2 separate regions of the Arachis hypogaea genome follow, and region 2 is linked to region 1. A link is a contact called in public Hi-C data. All regions are on one chromosome and are shown on one strand. The core of a region is the stretch at or near the end of the contact, and the rest is flanking DNA. Distances in the headings are between cores, read along the strand shown. Region 1 overlaps LOC112727829. Region 2 holds the start of LOC112727831.

Region 1 (6,377 bases), core at 1,812-4,311:
CGGGATACGCTGCCACAGACCTCACATTTTAACGTAAGCAGGATAAACCAACCGTCCTTACGCCACGGCCGTGACCTCGACAAGCGGGATTAACCAGCCGTCTTTGCCAGGCGCATAGCGTCTCAACAATCTCAGTATAAAACAGTATATCAGAGGTTTTTCAGAAATCATTTTCAGTACTCAGTCTAATCCGAATCCTAGACTCTGTCTCAAACATCATCAAATCTACAACTCCATAATTTCAACATACCAATCGTCTTTACAGTACTCTACCACTTAACTCAACTAATCCACCCTCAGTACTCCAAATTCTAAGACTCCGTCTTCTAAACTTTATACCTAAAATGATCTAGTTAACTTACTTATGGTATTCTCTATGTTTGAAAGCCTAAAAATAAGTTAAGACACCCTAGGTAAGCTTTACGGAAGTTGACAAGCTTGCCGGGAAGGTAAAACAGTTAAAAACAAGGTTTTCTTAAAAAAAACAGGGCAGTGTGTGTACGCATTGAGTTGTACGTACTCACTCTCAGAAGAGTTTTCTCAAAGTGTGTGTATGCATAGAGGTGTGCATACGCACAGAAGGTAAAATTTTTCATTTTGTGTGCACGCATGAATATGTGCAAACGCTCTCAACAGAAGGCACTTCCCAGCATGTGCGTACGCACAACTTGTAAATTTCGCAAGGTGTGTGTGCGCACCAGAGTGTGCTAACGCTCTCAACAGTAGGCATATCCCTCTGTGTGTGTGCGCACAAGGGTGTGCGTACACATGTATTCAAAATTTTACAGGGTGTGCATACGCACAAGTAAAAACATGGCCCCTGCTCAGAGCATGCACACAACAGTGGGCGTGCCCACACAAACCAGAACTCACAATTTCTGCAACATCACAGAAATAAGATTTTTGACACAAACTTCCAACGATCGTATCTTTTTTTACAAAATTCTTATTTCTACAAAATCTATACATTTTTAAAACTCTTTGAATTATCTTTAATTTGATACAAAATTTAATCAATTTCAAAAACTGTTACTCAAGATATGATCTGCCAAAATTGGCCCAAAATCTGTTTTTACCAAAAACCTTAAAACCTTAATTTCACCAAATCTCTCAATTCAAAAACAATTGCTCTACATCCAAACCAGTCCTAATTTATCTAATTTATATTCATATACGTTCCAATTCATTCCACAACCTACAATTCACATTTTCATCCTTTCCACAATAAATCTTTCAAACAATATGCAACAACATCCACATCAATAATTTCTCATACATAAATTCATCACTTACCACCCATCATTATCATAATAGTCATCCACCACCAATTATAGCTCAACATCGATAATTCATCATCATACAACATTAACTCCAAATCAACACCCTTTATAAACAACAACCTCATTTCAACAATTATCAACAATTAATCTAATCCTATCCTAAGGTCCACTAGCCTAAGTGTCCAGAAATATTACATATTACATAGAGAAAATCGAAACCACACTTTGGTCGATTTCCAATATGTGTTATACACCAAATTTGTGTCCAAACCAAGCCTCCAATCACCAACAATTAATCCAAAGCTCCAATAATTCACAATTCAAGCTAGACATACATAATTTTATCATAAATCAAAACTTAGGGTTCATCAATTTCACAAATTCACAAGGTACAGAGTTTTTTTACCTTCTCCGATGGTGTTGGAGCACAAACCACCAATAGCCCAACCTTAGAGACCACCTAATCAATCAAAACATAAAAATTCACTCAAAATCAACACCTACATTTTCAAAAATTCTTAGGGCTTCAGAAAGAAGAGAAAATTTTGAAATCTTACCAATACAAGTTAGATGAAACTAACGGGCTCAGCGAGAGTTTTGCGTAGCTGCTGACGGCACGCGAATCAGAGCTCCGTAGCTCAAGTTATGGTCAATTGAAGGTAGGTGTGAATAGTGTTTGTGAAACCCTCTTCTCTCTTCCTCTCATTCACGTTCCTTCAGCCTTCTTATGCTGAAAGTGGGTGAATTTGTCACTTAAGTGACTTTTTATATGTTGGACTTAGACTCGGTCCAACTCGTTAGCAATTTTGGACCGTTTGACCCAATTTTAGGCCAAACCATTAAAATTAGCCCCCGATTTTTAATTCTAATTGTTTTCTTAAGCTTTTCTACTGTTTTTATCATTCTTGCACAGTATCAAACAGATTTAAACCGGTACTGCCGGTTAATTTATCGGTTCGCGTTTTTACGAAATTATCTGGCATTAACTTCAGAAAAAGAGCTTAGAAATATTTTTGAATTACAACGTATGTCCCTACCCTCTACTCTAAATGATTTTTGGAATTCTCCATCCATTGGTACTTTTAAGATTAATTGTGATGCTAGTTATCCTGGTTCGGGTGATAGTGTTGGTTTTGCTTATGTTATTAGATATTGTAATGGGAGTTGGCAAATGGGGTGTTTGGGAATGATTGAGAGTAATAGTATTCTTCAAGGGGAATTGTTTGCTATTTGGAGAGGATATCTCTTAGTTTGGGATGTGGGTCAACAAGATGTTATTTGTGAGACGGATTGTATGGAAGTGTTTAATCTTGTTACTAATCACCAAGATGGTTTTGGGTTTATTGATTTATTGGTGCTCAAATAAGAGATATCATGCATTGGAATTGGCGTGTTGACTTTCGTTTGATTATGAGAGATGCAAATACAGTGGCAGACACTATAGCAAAGATGGCGATGAAGTTACAACTTTCTTATGTGGAGCTTCCTTCACCTTGAGAGAAGTTTCAGAATAGTCTTAAACGGAACTGTCTCTCTATTTAAACAATTTCTTTGTTTTGTTTGTCTTGTTTTACTTTGTTTAATTTATTTAAGTCACAAAAAAAAACCTTTTTAACAAACTACGTTAATAATTAAAAAAATATTTGTTAATAATTTCTATAATACCAACATAGTCAAAATAATGAAAATATCACGAAAACTAAGAGTCTAAGACTATCAAATGGGCCAATATGATTCTTTAAGGACCAACCCCTTTGTGTATGCGAACTAAATATTTTGGATTAATTATATATTAAATATTTATGGGCCTACAAAATAAAGACTGCACTTGCATAATAGAAACTCATTGACCTAAATGGGCTAACGACGGACTTCTTTATTAGATTTTTTTTTAATTTTAAAATATGCCATTTTTATTAAAAACCACAAAATAATTAGTTTTCCAAAAGAAACTCTCATGATCCATTTTGTTGGGCTTAGGTGGTTTTTGTTTGTTGTCTCCTTTTGGAGTTTAAATTAAAATGTGGTAGCAGATAGATTTTGGAATTTTTTCCAAAAATTTAAATTTAAAATAAATAGATCAGAGAGTAAATAATTATTTTTTTATCATGAAAGATTTGGACGCTGATAAAATTAACCACAAAAAAATGAAACTAATGTTATATCCATCAAAAATAAATTTTATTTGACAAAAATATTTAAATATTAAATTTTTATTGATTCAGTTCAAAAAACACATAAAATTCTTAAATTGACCCTATCATATCATTTTCAATTTCTTTGAGAATTTAACCTAGCTATATTAACCATAATAAAAAAAATAAGCAATTAGAATCAGGGTGATAAATTGAATCTAAATAGTTTAAGAAAAAAATTTTAAAAACAAAAAATTAAATCATCATAATAGTGGAACACAAAATATGATTATCTAATTCATATTTAAAAGAAAAAAAAAAGAAGAAAAGGGATAAAAATAAAATAAAACCCTTCAATAAAAAAAGCTATAACAACAAAAGCAGAAGCATAAATTTGGATTTTATAAGAAAATGAGAAAAAGAAAAAGATGCAAAATAATTAAAAGAACATTTAAACAATTTTTTTTCTAGTATACTGTAATAATAACTGATGCAGCGGTTGCAAAGTAAATGTGACAACGTATCTGGATAGCAACAAAGAGAGAGAAGAGGGAGGAGATGGAGGAAGAGGAAGAAACGAAGATAGATAGCTCATGATTTCGTTCTATTTTTACTCGTTCAATGGCGACTGCGGCCGTGACCCTCCTCTGTCGTCGCTTTCTTCACTTTTCCTTCTTTTCCTTTTTTTTCTTTTTTAGTTTCTCTCTGTTTATTTTTTTTGTTCTCTGTATGTCTCTCATTCTTGCATCTCTTTCTTTCTCTTATTTGTTGCTACAGAGATGATGGCTTCCAGCGCTCGCACACCCTTCACCCTATTCTTATTTCCTTTTTCTTCCATCTTCGTTCTTCTTTGATTTCTCCTTCTCTTTCCTGTCATCTCTCATGTGTATTTTGACCATTTAGGGTTAAAAATATCTGAAAATGAGTAAGGATAGAATAAGGGAGAGTAGTCATGTCCTATTAGGAATGAATTTAGAGAGGAGTTGTGAGTTTTTTTAATATTATTAGAAAAATTTAGGATTTTAACTGATTGAAGATTATGTGATAGGACAATTTTTAAAAATTATGTGTATTTTTTAATTGACAAAAATTTAATGATTGGATATTTTTTCCAAACAAAATTCATCTTTAATGACTATTGTATTAATTTTACTTTTTTTATTGTCAGTTTTATGAGCGTTTAAATCTTTTGTAGTACAAAATAATTATTTACTCTAGATCAAACAAAGTCTCACTTGTCAACACAAAAAAAAGTCTTACTATTATGAAGAAGGTCGCATCATAGTACATAACAAAATTTATAGAGAGAGAATACAATTTTTTTTGTGGCTGCAGTTATAACACATTTATTCTTTAAAATGCTGGTCATAGCTCAACAGGCACTCAGCCATTTTTCTATTAAGTTTAAAAATTTATTTTATATTTTTATTTTTATAATTATAAATAATATATAAAACCAATATTAAGAGTTAATCATAATTTTAGTGTCCAATTCTTTTAGATTATATTTACCCTCAAACAAATCATTTCATAAAACAAATTATATGCATAAAACAATCATAAAATTTATTTTAAAATATTCATAATTTTCTACTAAAATAAAAAATCTGAGATGAACCGAATCAACTGATCCAGTGACTATATTTAGCATAAAATTTATTTTAGAAAATTCACTTTCAGAAACATGTAGCACCTAAGATTTGAACGATGGACCTCTACTATAAAGGTGGCAACATACACTCTATCTGCGAGTATCCAACTCAATTCAATCCAGTCAGATAGGGTTACCAATCTGATCCGCAATAGTAGGACAGAGTATGGGTATGATTCTTATGCAGGTCGGGCAGGGTGCAAGTTGAGGCTCAACCCTACTCGACCAACCTCCATCCTATATATGTAGATGTTATATACTTATATAAAAATCTGTTTTAAGTGGATGTTGAACTAAGGACCCCTAACTAAATATAAAAGATCATTAGTCACTAAGAAAAGATCATTAATTGATAAATTATCATCAAGTTATATAATAATGTTACAACTTTTTAATAACCCACGGATAAAGTTGGGTATCTGCAGGTTAAGAACTGGTAGAATTAAAGTTGGAATATTCTCAACCCGCAAATAGAAGAGGGTTGGGTTTATATAAAAATCTCAACCCGCAAGTAAGATTAGGGTTGAATCCAAACCTACCCTACCCTATCCATTGCTACCTGCATTATCTCCATTCTCTACTCAGCCAAATTTGTTATTACACCGTAAGTAATACCAATTAAAATTAAAATATATGTTATATAAAATAACAATTAAATTATAATTTTTTATAATTTTATTATTATCATTTAATAATGATATTAAATTATAATTTTATAATATAGTATTATATATTATATTATATTAAATTATAAATATGTTTATTTATTTTTACTATTTAAATTGTTATATTATTATAATTTTATATTTTTATTTTATTATTATTGAGTTAAACGTTTCGACTAATAACCTCCTAGTTGAATCATTAATCCAGTGATCCAATAATTTAGTCGTATTAATTACTTGTTCATTTTTTATAATTATGATACTCTCTCAGTCTTTCTTTTACTTATTCTTGTGAGTTTCGTATTTACAAAATATAATTTTCATGTATTCGTATAACTAACATAAAGTTTTTCATTGTGACAATATTTACATAAAATTTTTTCTGTATTCTTCTACTTCTTAGGTTATGTAAGTTTTAGTTTATTATTTTTTATCATATATTTTATGTTTTTTAACCATTAATTTTCATAGATTTTATTTTATTTTATTTTATTTTATTTTATTTTATTTTGGAGTGTTGAACATAAATAATACCATGTATATGAAATTTTCTCAATATTAGAATAGCGGTGGCTTGGAGATAGCGGCGATACATTCATCTCGTTTGGGCGGCCAGTTCCTCGTCCCGAAAAAAGTTTTCGATTTC
Region 2 (6,349 bases), core at 54-2,553, 99 kb before region 1:
AGTTTTATTATGATCTTATTAGTATATTAAAAAATTATATTTATCTGGGTGAATTGAATCAAGACCACTATTAATGGACCAGATAACTGACACACGCAACTGCATTAAGGAAAATTAGGAAAATTTGGAAAATAGAAGGAAAAATATAATATTATGTGATCTTGGCAAATATTTCATCTTAAAACATAACAAAAAATGTTAGAAAAAAAAAACTGAGTCTACGCCTAGAGAACTTTACCTTGATTACGAATTTTCAATGATTCATTAGCAATTTTTCCATTCAACTCAGAACGCAGAGATTCTCTACCTAATACCTGAATCAACACAAATAAATAAAATTAAAAAAAAAAACACCAAGAGATGCTTATTAATATGAGTCCATATATATGCAATGAAAACTTTGTTATGATGATTCAAAGAACTTGGAAAAGCTAACTGAATTTAGTTCATCTTCACGTGCAAATTAAATGCTTATCTTTGTTCTTTGGAATTATGTTGCAGGAACAACAAAAAGAAAATCAAAGAGCAAATGCAAAAGTAAAAGAAAATCTGTTACATAAGAGAAATCATCATCAACCTAAGCATGAAATGCAGAAAGATAGAAATAAAATAAATTAAATAAATAAGAATGAAAAAAGAAAAACGAAGGAAAATTCATTGACCTTAGGTGACTGAGGAGAAAATATAGAGCCAAAAATCCCAGAAGAAGGTGATGGTTGAGACTCTTTGGAACCAAAAAGCTCAGAAGAAAATGAAGAAGAAGAAGTACCCTTTTGCTTCCTTGCTTCCATTTTTCTTCTTTTCTTTTCTCTCTCTCTCTCTCTCTTTGCAAGTTTTAAAAACTAAAACCACTGTATCAGAATCACTTCAACACCCTTTAACTAAATTTAAGAGCCTTCTTCTCTTTATATATTTATATTAATTTATAATATTATTATTGAATAATAATAATGACAACAACAACCCCACAAAGATACATCAACCACCGCCTGAGAATGGCCTTAATATCAGGCAAGAATTAAAATAAAAATCATTTATTATTATTATTATTATTATTATTATTATTATTATTATTATTATTATATTGGGTAATGGAAACGAGAAATGAAACAAGAGGAGGAAGAGGAGCAAGGAAAGGAAGAGAGACACGTGAATGGAGACTCTTTTCTCTCACAACACAAGAGTTAAGGGAGGGGGTGTTTTTTCTTTTATTATTATGAAGAAACGGTGCTCACACCAATTTATAAGGATGAAAAGATACACCGTGAAGTCTTAAAAAAATTGAGAGAGATTCATTCAGAATGTAAAAGTATTGACCATGGGTGATAGTTAAAGATAGTGTTACGTGTTTTGATTGGACTCTCTAATTTTTTTTTTGGTGACTGATTTGACTCTCTAATTAAATATGTTAAAATTGGATCAATGGTGTTAAATATACAAAAAAAAAAAAAGTCTTCAATTAGCTATCATATAATGTTTAATATTAAGAAAACATTTTTCTCAATTAATGAATATTATCGGTGAATAATAATGATAATAATAATAATAATAATAATAATAATAATTATTATTATTATTATTATTATTATTATTATTATTATTATCATTATTATTATTATTATGTTGGCACAAAATGGTGGGAGACAAGAGACAAGGGAATGAAACAGAGTGACTCTGTTAATTTCTTTATCTGTTTTTTCTGTTAGCCACGTCGGGTTAGTAAGTCATCGAGGTGGAACCCACAAGAAAAAATTCCAACCTTTTACTACCACCAATAAAATAATGATATATTTTAATATTATAACTTTTTGTATTTTTTAAATTGTAAAATATATATAAATTAGAATTTAATTTTTTTATTTTTAATTTTTTTAATATAAATTGAATGGTCCAATTTCTGTACTTCTACAAATTAAAAAGTTTAATTTTTGTACCTCTAACAAATCAAACAATTCAATTTTTACTTTTTTAATTAAACGGTTTTACATTTAAGAATAATACTCCAATAATTTACATTTCAACAAAATACTATTGTCATTCCAATATAAAAACAAAAAGTTCACATATAAGTTATACCATGAAATAAATATATTTTTTGATATAGTATTATAATTAAAATTTAATTTTAATGCATCATCTAGAGTCATTCAATCATATTTAATATTTTAAATAATTATTTATGTAATTAATATAAAAAATAATATTTTTATATAATTAAATATATATATATAATTATGTTAATTGAATAAAAAAACTGTTGAATTGAGAATTATTAAATTAACTTAATCAATCAATTTTTAAACTAAAATAAATAAATTAATATTTATTAAGAGTATTTTTGTTTTTATTAATTTTATTTTATATTTAAAAAATGGTTAATTTAATTGGTTCAATAATTTTCAGTTCAATGTAAAATTCAAATTTTACCAACAATAAAAGTATTTTATTTTCACTTCATTTGAGAATTCCCCTACAGTCCTACAAGCTTTTTCTTAACTTTACCCCCGAATATTTTAATGAATATAAATTTCATAGGATCCCAATCCACATTTGAGCTTCATTTTTGGTGGGGCAATACATTGATATTATAAAAAATGTTATATTATTCCAAATTAAATTAATTATTTTTATTAATAACAGAATATGTATGCTTAAATATTTATGGTAAACATTTTTTTACATAAATAAAAGATATAAATTAAATACATTTTCATAGATCGATTTTTTTAAATTGATTTGACCTATTTATGAGTCTCATTTGACTGTATTCCAATAGTATATGTCAATGAGTTAATGTGGATTTAACAAATTGTAACTCTTCTTGACTTCTTTTATAAAAAGAAAAAAATTGTTAACTTTTTCATTTGAAATTTTTTAATGTACTATGTATTAGAATTTCAAGTAATTTCATCCAGTCTGAAGGCGGTTCTCATTTCACTCAAGACAATTATTTAAAAAAAATTAATTTTTATATCTGTTGATTTGTTAAGGATTAAGTACGATTTTGGTCTTTAAGATATAGACCGAAAAAAATTTTCGTCATCAAATTTTTTTTGTATATAAAATTATCCTTAAAATTTAAAACCGAGTTTTAAAATCATCATTTTTACTTAAATATTAAAATTTTAGACCAAATTATTTTTAATAAAAAAATTATAAAATTAAAAAAATAAGAGAAAGAAAATGTTTCTACTCTTTCGAATGAGAAAGGGAAGAAGAAGAAAGGAAAAGGAAAAAAAAAGAAGCTGTCTACGCTACTTCTGCCGCTATTTCCGTATGATTTTGGTCCTTAAAGTAAGGACGATTTTAAAATTAAGTTAAATTTTAGGAACAATTTTGTATACAAAAAAAGGTTGAATACGAAAAAAATTTTCAACTTATACTTTAAGAACTAAAATCATACTTAACTCTATTGTTAATGGAAAGATACAGGTAAACAATGAAAATATTAAACAATATAAACAATAGATATATTGGATGTTCATTTTACTAGTGTACGGATGATTATTTTAATATTAAAATTTAGAGGATTAATTTAAAGGTGTAATGTGTTTTTATTTGATTGGTGGTTGTTCATATTGTTCAACAAAATCATTGTCCCCTAGCATTCCCCATTATTAATATATGTGTCAAAACTTTAAAAGACAATTATACTTGCAAAAGAGAAAGCAATTTCTGTATCAAACTATAGTTAGTTGAATTTTGTTATTAATTTATTAATTTGTGTCAAAATTTCGAGAGATAATATATGCATCTAAAAATATTTATTCGTTTGTTTAAATAAATGTCAAAAGTTTGATATGTAGTAATTCATTAATTAATAATAAAATTTTAAATAAAATTTTAATTCACAATAAATTAATTATTGATTTATTCGGTAAAAAAAATTGTAAAAAACAAAAGAAAAAATATGCACAATTTAATTTACAAAAGAAGAATTTGGATGTTAAAATGAAAACACAATGATATATAATGATAATAAAATGAGTGTTGATACCATGTAAAAAAACTTGGATATCCAAAAACGATTTTCCAATTTTTATGTTAAACATTACATAATGAAAAACATAGTGCGTGCGTGCGTATTGAATAGAAAGAGGTAAAAAGAAATTTATGGACTTGTCCATTCTAAGATTGGCTTGTTTTGTCGGTTAAATTTAGCATTGGATTCATTATTGTAGGCACATATATATTACTTAGAAAGAAGGACAAGGGTGTATAGAATATAGAAAGCGAGAGGAGCAATGGGGTGAGACTCCTAACATGGCCTTATTATCTATCTTATTATCCTGTCGGACCCAAAACTTGGTGGGGCAAATTTTCCTGATGACCTAATTCACTCTCATATTTAAGATTTATATTGAATGCATACACTGGATTTGTTGAATGCATACACTGGATTTATATTTGATTCACATGAACATGTTTTGAGTTATTAATTATCAAAAATGCTAGAACTATCATAATTTATTATTTTTTTGTCATTATTTAATTATTAATTTAATTTATTTAGTCTAATTTTATTTTGGACAATAACGGAAAATAAGAATCCGGCCATACAAGATCACATGTTATCAACATCAGACAAGGAACATAGATAACGTAAATGAAATAACTCTGAATCAGGAAAACGAAAAGTAAGACAAATGTAAATCCGAGACAATAATTGTTCAACAGATACCCAAGGAATGTATAAAACTGGGCCCCCAAAAGCAGGTAAGACAAGACACATTATCTCTAATAAACGTACTGCTGACTTAAGTTTCGGAGTGTCTTTGCAAGTTGTCCATTCGGCCTGGTCTGTAAACATCACACATCGGGATCTCGGATTCTCTTAAGTACGTATCACCAGCTAGGTACGAACATTGGCGCCGTATGTGAGAATCCCGAAATTGTTTCATACCATGGCTGAGCATAAGATCCAATAAACCATTAACCCAAACACTCCGCTCAAGGAAACACTTCATGAAGACGGTCATTTAGGATATATATATATATATATATATATATATATATATATATATATATATATATATATATATATATATAAGAAATGTTGGTCAAATTGATGAAATTTTCAAGGAATGTTTCTTTTTCTTAGAAAGGGTATTTAAGATTTAAATTGATTTGAGTTAAAACTTTTTGAAACTTGCATAATGTATATATATAGTTTGGAATATGGTTTTTGAGCTAAGAACACACAATCCGTGAGTTTTTGAGCTTAATTGCATGGTTACATTATTTAACCATGATTTTGATTCTTGTGTGTTTTTTTCTCTATGATTGTAATATTTGGTTTGTTCCATTCTATATGTCCATTATTTAGTGTATATTCATGCAAACATGTGATTGAGGCCATTATTTGATTATGCTCACTTATCCCAAATAGCCTACCATTTCATTTGCCTTTGTTTGCCACTTTGAGTCCTTTTAACCCCCTTTTATTCTTTATATTACCACATCACTAGTCTTAAGCGGAAAAATAATTAATTGTCCTATTTGAATCTTTGGTTAGCTTAAGATAGTGAGTGTGTGTCAACTAAGTGTGGGAAAATGTGAGAACTTTGGTTAATGAGAATGTGTTTTGTTTTTGAAGGTTGTGGTAGGCTTAGAGAATGGGGGGTTGAATCTATGTCTGTCTTTTACTTAACTGAAATGACCATTTAAAAACAAACTTTCAATTCTGCTTCTGTTTGAACTCAGCAGCGGAAAATTTATGAGATAATTTATTTTTGTCTTATGAATATTAGAAAACAGAACTCAGCAGAGAAGAGAGAAGCTAACACCAGCATATATCCTGGTTCGGTTGCCTTGTGCAATGCAACCTACGTCCAGTCTCCTCCACAACAATGGAGGAATTTCCACTATAGTTAAAAGTATTACATACACCAATTCCACAAGATTGATACAATCCTTTCACACTCAAGTTCTAACCTAACTTGACATTGGCTATGCTAATACCTAACTCTTTACTCTTAGTGCTAACCCAACTAAGAAAGGGATACCTCACAGGTACAAGATACAAGACACATACATACCTAAAGAAATCAGAAAATAACTCTAGGCTTTTCTCTCAAGTGTTTCACTCAGCCTTTTTCCACTCATAGATTTTACTTGAGATCTCTCACTTTTCCTTTCACTCAAGAAATTACAGAAAGATAAACATAGAAAAGTACATTACAATCTGTAAAACATGAAGGAGATTGACTCTTCAACAGCCTCTTTGCTATGTGATAAACCAGATTTGCATGTCTCTGATTCAGTTCTTCATTTTTGGCAGAATGCTTTTTTGAAAGAAAGCACTGTCCAAGTAGAGGAACTTCTTCAGAGAGCTTCTTTACAGAACAAA

Evidence for each region. Hi-C and Micro-C count contacts between places; a contact is called where the count stands out from the background.
Region 2: a Hi-C map of an unstated tissue shows a contact between it and region 1, with 5 times the contacts expected there. The contact joins the promoter of LOC112727831 here to the enhancer-like site in region 1. A contact is called at or near these places in 3 of 8 Hi-C or Micro-C datasets (leaf and an unstated tissue).

Annotation. Positions count from the first base shown.
Region 1 is chr12:98,967,400-98,973,776 of arahy.Tifrunner.gnm2.J5K5, reverse strand. It overlaps LOC112727829, which reads right to left. Exons shown (of 7, transcript XM_072209548.1): 6 at 1,687-1,740. Among protein-coding and RNA genes, the nearest start is that of LOC112727829, 11 kb to the right of the region's middle. Within about 2 kb of position 3,061, at least 1 of the 3 cell types and tissues checked has open chromatin away from gene starts, as enhancers often do.
Region 2 is chr12:99,064,920-99,071,268 of arahy.Tifrunner.gnm2.J5K5, reverse strand. LOC112727831 reads right to left here and starts at 1,303. Exons shown (of 6, transcript XM_025777747.3): 1 at 663-1,303; 2 at 239-314. The coding sequence starts at 791.